Regions from separate parts of the Mus musculus genome. Here all the other regions are linked to region 2. Evidence: chromatin contacts called from public ChIA-PET, Hi-C and promoter capture Hi-C data. All regions are on one chromosome and are shown on one strand. The core of a region is the stretch at or near the end of the contact, and the rest is flanking DNA. Distances in the headings are between cores, read along the strand shown.

What was found. A called contact is a pair of places that touch in the nucleus more often than the background predicts. ChIA-PET counts read pairs in DNA pulled down with a chosen protein or histone mark. Capture Hi-C pulls out chosen DNA fragments and counts their contacts.
Region 1: a Hi-C map of rod photoreceptor shows a contact between it and region 2, with 2.1 times the contacts expected there. The contact joins the promoter of Reep3 here to the promoter of Nrbf2 in region 2. A contact is called at or near these places in 11 of 39 promoter capture datasets (the 3T3-L1 cell line, the C10 cell line, the HPC-7 cell line and 6 more), 12 of 484 Hi-C or Micro-C datasets (CD4 T cells, CD8 T cells, Th1 cells and 9 more), 7 of 115 datasets of contacts at active chromatin or transcription factors (effector CD8 T cells, embryonic hindbrain, embryonic limb bud and 4 more) and 3 of 9 other capture datasets (adipose tissue, liver and pancreatic islet).
Region 3: a contact with region 2 is called in an RNA polymerase II ChIA-PET map of effector CD8 T cells, with 14 read pairs. The contact joins the enhancer-like site here to the promoter of Nrbf2 in region 2. A contact is called at or near these places in 2 of 484 Hi-C or Micro-C datasets (CD4 T cells and double positive thymocytes), 3 of 115 datasets of contacts at active chromatin or transcription factors (bone marrow-derived macrophages, effector CD8 T cells and memory CD8 T cells) and 1 of 9 other capture datasets (macrophages).
Region 4: a promoter capture Hi-C map of liver shows a contact between it and region 2. The contact joins the promoter of Jmjd1c here to the promoter of Nrbf2 in region 2. A contact is called at or near these places in 2 of 39 promoter capture datasets (3T3-L1-derived adipocytes and pre-B cells), 2 of 484 Hi-C or Micro-C datasets (epidermal suprabasal cells and muscle stem cells), 2 of 115 datasets of contacts at active chromatin or transcription factors (microglia and pancreatic cancer cells) and 2 of 9 other capture datasets (adipose tissue and liver).

The regions. Positions count from the first base shown.
Region 1 is chr10:67,095,649-67,098,348 of GRCm38.p6, forward strand. It overlaps Reep3 (receptor accessory protein 3), which reads right to left and starts at 1,340. Exons shown (of 8, transcript NM_178606.5): 1 at 1,142-1,340. The coding sequence starts at 1,173. It also overlaps a transcript of Jmjd1c not described here.
Region 2 is chr10:67,283,860-67,286,559 of GRCm38.p6, forward strand. Nrbf2 (nuclear receptor binding factor 2) reads right to left here and starts at 1,422. Exons shown (of 4, transcript NM_001036293.2): 1 at 1,238-1,422. The coding sequence starts at 1,267. Gm46200 (a long non-coding RNA gene) reads left to right here and starts at 1,574. Exons shown (of 3, transcript XR_001779690.1): 1 at 1,574-1,661.
Region 3 is chr10:67,496,031-67,498,730 of GRCm38.p6, forward strand. Gm32255 (a long non-coding RNA gene) reads right to left here. Exons shown (of 4, transcript XR_380523.3): 2 at 2,359-2,456; 3 at 1,948-2,047; 4 at 329-1,749. Among named protein-coding and RNA genes, the nearest start is that of Gm40679, 5.8 kb to the right of the region's middle. Within about 2 kb of position 1,296, at least 20 of the 459 cell types and tissues checked have an H3K27ac peak or open chromatin away from gene starts, as enhancers often do. A contact at or near this core is called in double positive thymocytes, effector CD8 T cells and memory CD8 T cells, where this site is marked.
Region 4 is chr10:67,125,683-67,128,382 of GRCm38.p6, forward strand. Jmjd1c (jumonji domain containing 1C) reads left to right here and starts at 1,406. Exons shown (of 26, transcript NM_207221.3): 1 at 1,406-1,740. The coding sequence starts at 1,576.

The DNA.
Region 1 (2,700 bases), core at 90-2,589, 190 kb before region 2:
ATACAAGAAGTTCAGAGGCTTTAAAGGACATTTTATGAAAGAGCAAATTTTGAATGCATTGCAAACTAGGTTACCTAGCTCACTTCCAAACGAAATAAAAGCAAGTTAAAAAAAAATTAGCTCCTTCTCCGTAGTGAAAATAATAATGCCCAAGTAATGTCATTTTCTCCCTTCAAATTATAAGCTAATCAGCGAGGCCTGTTAACCTCATATAAACATTTCATTAAGGTACTCAGATGACACTACTGCTACATGAATAATGAATTCCCGCCCCCAGGCTTTACCTAATTTATGGCCCTTTATTTGGTGACTTTGCTTTAGAGCGCACAGGGTAAGGTGAAAGATGGGAAGAGAACCGGTTTAACTTGTATTCAAATACCTTTGCAGATTAAACAACACATCTCAACTTTTCCCCCCTCCTCTCCCCATCCGCAGCTCTCGTTTGTATCACAATCAGTGAACTGAGGAGATGACCCGAACAAAGGGGACTGGCACCTGCGCCTTCTCCATTGCAAACATTTCTTCCCACCCACGGCCCTCCACGGTCAGCGTTTGCCCGACCTTTCTAGCGCAGGCTCTTTCCCAGGTCACCTCGGGACCCCTGAGCAAGACTCTGCAGCCCGGGCTCTGACACCGATCTCTCCTCCTCCTACACGTGACCAAGCGGCGTGCGCCGCGGACAGACACCGCAACGCGGTAGACCTGGTGACAAAGGCTCGGGCGCATCCGGAGTCCCGCCGGCCTCCCGCGCTCAGCGTCGGCGGAGCCTGCGCAGGGCGGTGCCGCGCAGCGCGGGCCGCGGGAGCGGGAGCCGCAGCCGGGAGCGCGCCGCGGAGCCGAGCAGAGCCCGCCGCGCGCAGCGCCGGGCAGCGGAGGAGCCGAGGAGCGGAGCAGCGCCTGCCGCGTAGCCGAGGAGCGGAGGGGAGGCCGAGGAGAAGCCGAGCAGAGCCCGCCGCGCGCCGGGGAGCGGCTCCACGGAGCAGAGCCCACCGCCTGCCAGTCCGTTCGCCCGCGCCCTGCTGCTCCCAACGCCGCCGCCGCCCCGGAGCCCCGCAGCGACTGGGACACGGGTGAGCAGGCCGCGGCCCGTGAGCTTGGCTCCGGCAACCGGGCCCCAAGCGTCTTCCCCGCCCGTACTTACACCACGGCTCGGGAGATCATCCAGGACACCATCTTTTCGGCCGATGGGCCGCTGACCGCAGGCCGCGCGCTCCCCGCTCGCGCTCCCCGGGGCCGCGCTGGCGCCCTCGGGAGCCGGCCCGGTGTGTGCGCGCGGTGCCCGGAGCCGCCCGGAGCCCGGTCCCCCGCCCGTCCGCCCCCGCCCGCGGCCCCGCCGGCCCTGCCGGCCCCGCCCCTGCGCTCCGCTGATAGGCGGCGGCTCCGGGACCCCGCGGGCGCTGCGCTCCACCGAGCTGCGCGGTCACCTCGCTTCCCCGGGCCGGGGGACTCCGGGCGGGCGGTGAGAGCGCGTGGGAGCCGAGGCCGGGGGCGGGGGAAGCCGGGATTGTGAAGTGTCTGGCTAGGTGCGGCTCCGGTGCTCACCGAGGCTCGGCAGCCAGGGCCTACCACAGGCCTGGGTTGGCACGGCGAGGCTCGTGGTGCAATGCAGGGGCCAAGGGAGAGCGTCGGGGGTCACGTTTGGAGTGATGGGTTTGCAGGGATGGCGAGGCTGTTCTGGGCCCCTTGGGGCACCTTTTCCATCAGCGTCAGCCAACTCCTGTCTGTCTTGCCTGCCCCACAGCCTAAAACGTGGACCCAGGATTTCCGACCCGTGGTGCTGTTTACAAGTGTCCTTATTTTTTTTTTCCGTCACGCGCGCGCGCGTGTGTGTTACCTCTTAACACTGTCCAAAATTTTAAGCTGACCTTTTAAGTTACTGTAGGTGTTTTTTTTTCTTGGTCCCCTGGTGGAAGCAATAGTAAAAGTTCTCTAAGCTAGAAAGAATAATGTCTGTAATGTGGTGTTTGGAGCCTTTAATTAAAGTCCTAGAAAATATGATGGCTCATTTTGGGACGTACTGTAATTTAATCTTTTTGTTCCCCAGTTTCCCCATAATAAAAAGAGGCTAATAATACTCTTGCTTACCTCCTGCTTTTCAAGGATGATGTAAGGTATTGCTAATTAATGTGTTTAGGAAGGAGTCGGATTTGCCTGGGATGGTATCAAGGGACAGGGATAGGTTACCATGAGTGCCTTGTAGTTCATGAGGCCTATAAATTAAGAAGAATTTTGGCCATGAAAGAAAGCAGCAGGGGAGGGATGGTGGTGAGCTCTTGTGATCCCAGCACTGTGGAGGAGGTGGAGGCCTGCGGGGTTTCCTTCCACAGAACCAGGAAGAGAAGTCCTCCGCTGCTTTCTGCTCTTCCGTTCCTTTTTTTTTTTTTTTTTTTGCTTATTTACATTAAGAATGTGTGTTTTTATTTCAGGGGCTGCGGTGATTGCGTTTGTCCTGGTTTATTTAGTTTGACCATTGTTCAGCGTTACTGGGGAGATGTGCTTGCCCTCTAAGCAGCAGTTTTTCTGGCACATACCTTCCTTGTCCTTTCATGTCCTTCCATGGGCAGAGCGGTCTTGTAATGTCTTTATTTACAGCCTTTCGTTCCTCATCCTTAACATATCTTTCCCCTCCTCTCTTTCCTGAGCTAAGGTGTGTTTTCGTGCCCTTGACTGAATTGCATCTTTTTCTTGGATGCTTTATTT
Region 2 (2,700 bases), core at 172-2,671:
ACTATAGTTGGCCACACAAATTCTCTTACAAACAAGAGAGGCGCGAGGTTATTTCCCTAGCTCCCCAAAACTCACCAGTGTAGCCTCATTAGCCTGAAGTGTAATCCACTTAGAAACGGACGCAGGGTCTAAATTAGTAACTCTTGGGTAGATTTCTCGGAGCTGCAAACCTGGCGCCAGGGATGGAACCATAGCTTTAGGTGTTCACTCTCCAGCGTTGACGCTCAACACTCCCAAATCTCATTAAGTGACAGGGGCTACGGTCTCACTGGAGCAACTAACTCTTCCAATGTTCCATCCATAACGTACAGTTCTACGTGTCTCTTATCTATTCAGTCCTTTAATCCTCACAACGAACGAGGGTTAAAACAAAAACAAAAAAAAACAATGAAGTGAAAATTTTTGTTCAAGGTCTCTTGAGGCTATTAGGTGACTAAGCCCGAGTTCAAATCCAGGAGTTTGGCTCCAGAAATCCATAGTCTGAAACCACAGACTCTGGCTTCTCTGCACAGCACGGACCAGGCTCTTCCAAGCCGGGAGGGAGGGCAGAGTTCCAAAGGAAGCAATCAATCTTTCCCGGTCCTGCTCTCAATCCCTCCGCATCATCGCAAACCACCTACAGACTTGGGACTTGCAAAGTTTTACTCCGCAACACTAAGGAACCAGACGTCTGCATCTGAATTTCATGAACCTTTTCCCAGGAAACCCGAAGATGTCCTGTGATCACACTTAGAACAGAACTGTGGGAGGTTTGGGGTTTTGTGGGGTTGTTTGGGGCGGTGTGTGTGTGTGTGTTCCTTTTTGCCCCAAACAATAATGACCCGGCCCCCTGTGTGTCTCTCTGTATGTGTTTCTGAGAAAGGCAAACACGTCTGGTACTTTCGTGAGCCTTAAAGCAAAGGCACCGGGCTGCGGGGCGTGGACTGGGGTTCCGATCCAGCTGTTTCAGAGGGGCCTTCGCTAGCCCAGCTGCGAGGGCAGCAGGGAAGAGGGGGTGCGGTGTGCGAGGCGCGGCCCCGACACCCCGACTCTGCCCGCGGCCTGCAGGCGGCGGCTACGTGGCGCTGGGACGCGGTCCCAGCAGGGCAGATGCCACGGGCCCCGAGGGAGAGGCCTGAGCCCCGGGGATCAGGGTCCCCTCCATGAGCTCGCGGCTCCCCCTTCAGTGCCGCTTGACCCCCTCAGCCCGCGTTTCCCCGCAGCCTACCGGTCCCCGACTCAGCCCGCGACCACTCACAAGGTTGAGGGGTCCTTCCATCACTTCCATAAACCCCGGGGTGAGCAGCGGCCCGAGGCGGAGCGGCGGCGCCCGGGCACATGGAGGGGCAGCGAGGGCAGGGAGACGCGGCGGCTGGCAGGAGGCTCCTCGCAGAACCCGGAGCCGGCAGTGAGAGCCCAAGAGCGACAGCCGCGCCACTTCCGCCTCCGACGTCGCGTCGCGGGGGGCCGTCCCGGCGTCGCTGCGCGCGGCGGCGTGACGTCGCCACGCGCCGGCGCGAGGCAGGGGGCGCGGCTGGGGTGAGAGCATGGGGTGGGCGGGGCTAGGGGCGGGGCAGCAGCTAAGTGACAAAAACCGCCCCTCTCCTCGCGAGAGGGAGCTCTGCTAGACTTCGGCGGCGGCTGTCACGTGATGAGCCGGGTCTGGCTAGTTGGTTAATAAGGTCACTCTGCACGCTTGACCTTTCTTCCTTCCCGTAGGCTTTCTCAGGTCCTCTCCTTGTACCTCACCCCTCCTTCTCCGTTTCTGTTCTATCTCCGTTGACTTTTTTTTAAAAAGCAAATTTGAGCCAAGTTAACACCCTGCACTAGATCCGCCTTACAGGAGGTTTCCATATTTTTTGCCTTTTGGCAGAGAGTCTGTGGCCCAGATCTTGTACATGTGGCAGTCTTGTGTCGAGCATATGAGCAGGTGCCACCATACCTCCACTCCACCGAGAGGATTTGACAGAGATAAGTGACCCCAGGGTCACAAACTAATTCTAAAGCAAGAAGGATTATAAGCCACCAAGTATAACCGTTCTTCAACAACTATGTACTAAATCACTGTGCTAAGGTCTTTCTGTTTCCGCACCCACTGGCAAGTAGATATGGTTTATGGAGAAAGGGAGATGGAGAGGAGCTGAGAGAACAACTAACATATTGTGTGAAGGAAACCGGGCTTACCTGGAGGTTTTTTTTTTTTTTTTTTTTTTTTAAAGATTTATTTATTTTTATTATATATAAGTACACTGTAGCTGTCTTTAGACACTCCAGAAGAGGGCGTCAGATCTCATTACGGATGGTTGTGAGCCACCATGTGGTTGCTGGGATTTGAACTTCGGACCTTTGGAAGAGCAGTCGGGTGCTCTTACACACTGAGCCATCTCACCAGCCCCTTACCTGGAGGTTTTACAGTACCAAATTCTGTAATGAAAAAAACTTCAAAGAACCACATGAATGTACCTTTAAGAATTTGTAATATTGGAGGACGTGGAGACGCAGGTTGGGTGTTAAAGGAAACCCACCTGGGGTGTGATTTTTTTTTAAGATTTATTTATTTAATTTATTTTAGTACACAGTCACTGTCTTCAGACAGACCAGAAGAGGGCATCAGATCCCATTAGAGATGGTTGTGAGCCACCATGTGGTTGCTGGGAATTGAACTAAGGACCTCTGGAAGAGCAGTCAGTGCTCTTAACCTCTGAGCCATCTCTCCAGCCC
Region 3 (2,700 bases), core at 46-2,545, 210 kb after region 2:
GACATTTGCCTGTCAGTCCTGGTGAGTGCAGAGCAGGGTTGACTTCACACTGTTAAAGGAAGACTGCAATCCTGACACACTCTGGTCAGAAATGCTTCGGTGTGCACGGTTTTGTTTCCAATTGGCAATACATTCTCCTTGCCCACTGGGCTAGTAAATTCCAGTTTAACTAGATCTTCAAGACATGGTGTTTACTAAAAAGAGATCACTGCCCAAGACTAAACGAACAGCCACTTTGAAAGAGTTTCATGTGTATGTGCAGATATACTAGAACATGGGAAGGCAAGCATGCAGAGGTCAGAGGTCAACAATAGGTATTTCCCTCAACTGCTTTCCATCCTTTTTCTTTATTAAAATTGTTTATTATATTTATTTGCTTGTACATGAATAAATGTAGGTGTACTCATGCTATAGGGTAGTCAGAGGATAACTTGGGGGGGGGGGCTGTTTCTCTTCTTCCATCATGTGTGTCTTGGGGATCCAGCGCAGGCCCTCAGGCTTGGTGACAAACCCCTTTACCTGATCGGCCATTTTGGCAGTACCCACCCCTCTTATGCATTGAGACAGGCTCTCTCGATAAGTCAGGAGCTTCCTGTGTTGGCTAGACCAGCTACCTACCAAGACCCAGGGTCTAACCTATCTCTGCCTCTCCAACACTGACCCTACAGGTTCACAGGACTCTGACGACTCACTTTGAATTTTACAAATCATTTGCTTACTTTATGAATGTTTTGCCTACATGTATACATGTGTACTACATGTGATCCTGGTTACTGCAGGAGCCAGGAGAGAGCGTCAGAGTCCCTGGAACTAGAGTTACAGGTGGTTGTAAGCTGCCGTAGTGATGCTAGAATGGAACCCAAGTCCTATGTGAGAGAGGCCCGTGCTCTAAACTGAAGACTCATCTCTCCAGCCCCAGGGCTGGCATGTCTTGTTTGTCGTTATTTCTGTTTGTTTGAGGCAGGGTCCCTCTATGTAGTCCCGGGTTGTCCTGGAACTCCATATGTAGAGCAGGTTGACCTTAAACTCACAGAGATAACATCTACCTCTATCTTCTGAGTATAGGGGTTAAAGTCATGCTCCAGAATGCTTGGTCCCAGTTTTTTAAATATAGGTGTTGGCTTTGAACTTGGTGAGCATGCTTGTTGAGCAAGAACTTTGCTGGCCACATCGCTATGGCCCCTGCTTACTTTAATTCATACCTTTCCACTGGAATCCAGAACCAGTGATGGGTTCTACTCTGACGCACATGAAGAGTAACCCTGCCGATGCAGGTAGAACTAGATCTCAATGAGGGTGGCTATGGCTGTGACTCGGCTTTCATAGTCTGAAATGAAAGTGAAAATTGTTTCTAACTTTTGCACACAGGGGGAAAAAAAAAACCTCAACACTTTTCTTCCTTTGGCTAGCAAGAGTGTTGTGTAAAACTGCAGAAGCTGTTTGCTTAAGACTAGCAACAGCTCAAATTAGAAGCCTCCATTTTTCTAAGGTCAGAGGGTAATTGAAACACTCGGTAGTTTGTTTCACAAGCAGGTGTGAATATCAGACGCCAAGGTTCTCATGCAACGCTGTCAACTCGTTCACCCAATGGAGATTCTTCTTCACACGAGACCCATAGAAAAACATGGTTAGGCGCGAGGCAGCTTTCAGGCAGTGGAAAATCTCCAGATGTGTCACTCATGGAGTAGATACGAACAGACTGTTAGAACTGGGCCTCATCAATGCTTTGATGGAATTAGTCATCAATTTCTAAAAAAGAAAGAAAAAAAAAGAGAAAAGGGAAGTCAAACGCAGCAGAATTTCATATTGACAGCTGAGATATTAATCGTTTGCAAACCTCGGAACAGAGGAAGGATAGCCATCGAATTGGTCACTTGTCTCATCTGGCAGGACATCAAGTTCAAGAGCTTTTGATGGCAGCTCTGGAATCTGGTTAAAATAGCTTACCAACATAGAGGGTGCCTCTGCAGAGTGTGGTTAGTGGACGCTTCCGAATTGGTGAGATACGCGGGGTTTGGTTCTTGCTTGTCACAAAATTTTTGTGGTCCTACAGTAAGTTTCAGAAAAAAAATGTTGTTCTCATCTTCTGTTTTTGTTTGTTTTGTTTTGTTTTCCTTTGTGCTAATGGAAATTTAAGTTCAAAGGTCATGACACCCAGCTCCTGCAAAGACCCGAAACCAGGATTGGGTCTTGGGGTGATACAGAGAGCGAGTGCCACTTTTCTGAACTATTTCCTCATTCAGTCATGGAAACTCCAGATCTGAACGACAATGCCTGTGTTTCCAAATCGCTGTTGTAAAAGGAGCAGACTCGGCTGGCTTATCTCACTCAGCATCGAAATAAGAAACAAAATTCTACCTGTGCACTGACACGTAATTTGAATAATTTTCTTGGAAACCTCATCAAATATCTTCCGTCTTTCCGGCTGGCTTCCGACCTTGGTGATCATTTTGAAGCTGGAATAAAATGGCATAAAAATGTGACGTGAGCGCTGGGCAGTGGTGGCGCACGCCTTTAATCCCAGCTCTCAGGAGGCAGAGGCAGGCAGATTTCTGAGTTCGAGGCCAGCCTGGTCTACAAAGTGAGTTCCAGGACAGCCAGGGCTATACAGAGAAACCCTGTCTCGAAAAAACAAAAACAAAAACAAAAAGTGACGTGAGCCTGGAGAGGTGGTTCAGTGGTTGGGAGCACTGGCCTCTC
Region 4 (2,700 bases), core at 156-2,655, 160 kb before region 2:
CCACCCAGCAGCACCGTCTGTCCCCAGCCCCAATTTCCTTTAATGATTACTTTGTGCTGCAAGTTATAAAGCAGGGAGATCACTGATGGTTGGTATTTGAATATGAGACTCCGTTTAAACATCTTTATATGTGCTGCACTCTTTCAGTGGCTTGTTTTATTGGGCTTACTAACCTTAGGTGGGAATGAAGGAATCCAGAGCCGACAGCATGCAGATTTGTGCAGTTTTCCTAGCATCAGATGCCCATTATAGATGGTTGTGAGCCACCATGTGGTTGCTGGGAATTGAACTCAGGACCTCTGGGAGAGCAGTCTTAACCGCAGAGCCATCTCTTCAGCCCTGAGCTGATCTATTCAACTGACTTTGAGAGTTTCCAACTCTCCCACCGCCACTGTCTGTCTGTAGCTTTAACAGTTTAGTTTAAATGGTCTACAGATATGTCTTTTGTATTTATTGTAAGCACTCAGTGCTATTGTAAGGGTTTTCAGAAAGCATGGGGGGGAGGAAAAGATTTTTATAGGATTAGATGAATTTTTGAAGATGATAATCCCTGGAAAACGGCAGATTGAATTTTGATTCCCGTTTTCACAGATCTTTAAAATACAAGCATAGCGGTCGTCAAACTTCTCACTGCTATCTTGAAAGAGAGACTTGCCTGTGAGAACTGAGGAGCGATCAGAAGAGGAATTCCTAGCTGTCTTTGTCTGGGTTATAAAGTCCTGTTGTGATTGGACGGGAAGTAAAACCATCATTTATTTTCTTCAAGTGTGATTGGCTAAGATTCTTTTCTTTCCGTGGTCTTTTCCAGTAACTGACTCTGGAGCTTTCCGTTTTATTACCTATGTTCTAGTACGCGGAGTACTCGGGTTGGCTCTGAGACAGTTTGTGAAATTTAAGGATGTCGGTAACAGCTCGCGGTGGAGTGTCTAGCGTTCCTGTAAGAAGGCGGCACGAGGTGTAAATCTCCGAACTGCTCCAACACGGAATTAGAATTGCCGCCGGGAGGAATGCTGGTTTAGAGCCGCGGGCCGCCGAGGGGGCGCGGTGGGGTGGGCGGCGCGGCTCGCCCGGGGCCGCGCGGGGATCCGGGCTCCTTGACGACGGCGCTATGTGTTCGCACGGCCGTCGCTCCTGACATGCGGACCTCCGGGAGTTGGCTCTGCGACCGCGCGTGGGAGCCGAGCCCCGTCCCCGCACTCGCCCCTCCGAGGGGGCGCAGACGGAGCGGCAGAAGCAGCCTGGCTGCTGTCCCTCGGCGGCCACCTCTCGAGGCCGCAGCGCAGTCCGTGGGCGGCACTACTTGGCGCGCCCGCCGACGCCGACCCCCACTCCCCCGCCCGCGGAAGGACACGCGGCGCGGCCGGAGGGGCGGAGGGGTACCGGCCGCCTGAGCGGCCGCGCGCTCATTCCTGTCAGTTTGCCTGTGGGCCGCGCGTGAGGTCGTGGGCGGCGCGGCTCCGGGTCGTCGAGCGTGCAGGGGCGCTCTCGCTCGCGGGCCGCCTCGCCTGCGGTCGGCTCCTCGGCATGGGCGGCCGGTAGGAGCGGGCTGCGCTCGTCCCCGGCGCAGTGGCGGCCATGGCGGTGGAGACGCGGCCCGAGCTGGTGGGGAAGCGGTTCCTGTGCGTGGCGGCCGGCGAGGACGCGCGTCCGGAGCGCGGGCAGAGCGGCTGCGGGCGCGGCTGGCGGGCGGGGGTCATCCGAGCCGTGTCCCACCGCGACCGCGGCCACCCGGACCTGGCGGTGAGAGCTGGCGGGCAGCATGTGGCACGCCCCTCTGCGCGGGGCGGGCGGGCGGCAGGTGGGGCGGGCGGGCCCGGCAAGGGGAGCGCTGGCTGCTATGGCCCGACTCTGCCGGGCAAAACCATCCTGCGTTTGGCTTTCCAGCCGGAAACGATAGAAATGTTTTTGGTACGAGGGCTAGTCGAAATTATTTCTCCCTTTCTCCATCATTTTGTATTTTGTTTGTTAGAAACGGACAGTGCTTTAGGGAACTCCGGCTCCTGAGTCTTATATGGCTTCACGAAGGCTAGAGATAGTGTAAATTAGGGGTTTGAACGGCATTTAGTACTTCTAAGTAGCCTCCCCTACATTTATCAGTTACATAGGACACTGTCAGTGTTACCTTTCAGGAGAATAAATGTGTATTTATGATTTCGTGCCAGGATACATTCTTTTGGTCACAAGCGCATTCTCATAAGGGAATGGGATTGAGTGAGTAGACTGGAGATAGAGTTGAGTAAGTAGAGTGGGGGTAGGGAATATTAAGATATTCCCCCTTTGCATTTAGATCAAATCCACCATAAAATGCAAAAATAGTCACCATTTTGATATGGTTGTTGGAAGTTTCGAGTGTGTTCTTGCAAACCATTCCTACCTGCTATCAATTCCATAGTTCCCCACGCACTGTATTATTAGTTTAACCGTGTAAAATAGGCTTAGTTGTGAATACTTATAAGAGGAATTAAAAATAGAGACAATTGACAAAACTCCGCATGGCAGTTCTTTGTGCTAAAGGAAAAAAAGAACCCTTAAACTTTACTCATCTTAATGCTTACTTGTGATAGCTTCACAAAGCCGTTGCTTTGTGTTTGTGTAAAGATGCCGGAACTCATTTCTCTTTCCGCTTTGATATGAAAATTGAAGATTTTACGTGGAGGATGCCTGGGTAATGGCTTAGACACTAAAGCAAACACGGAACAG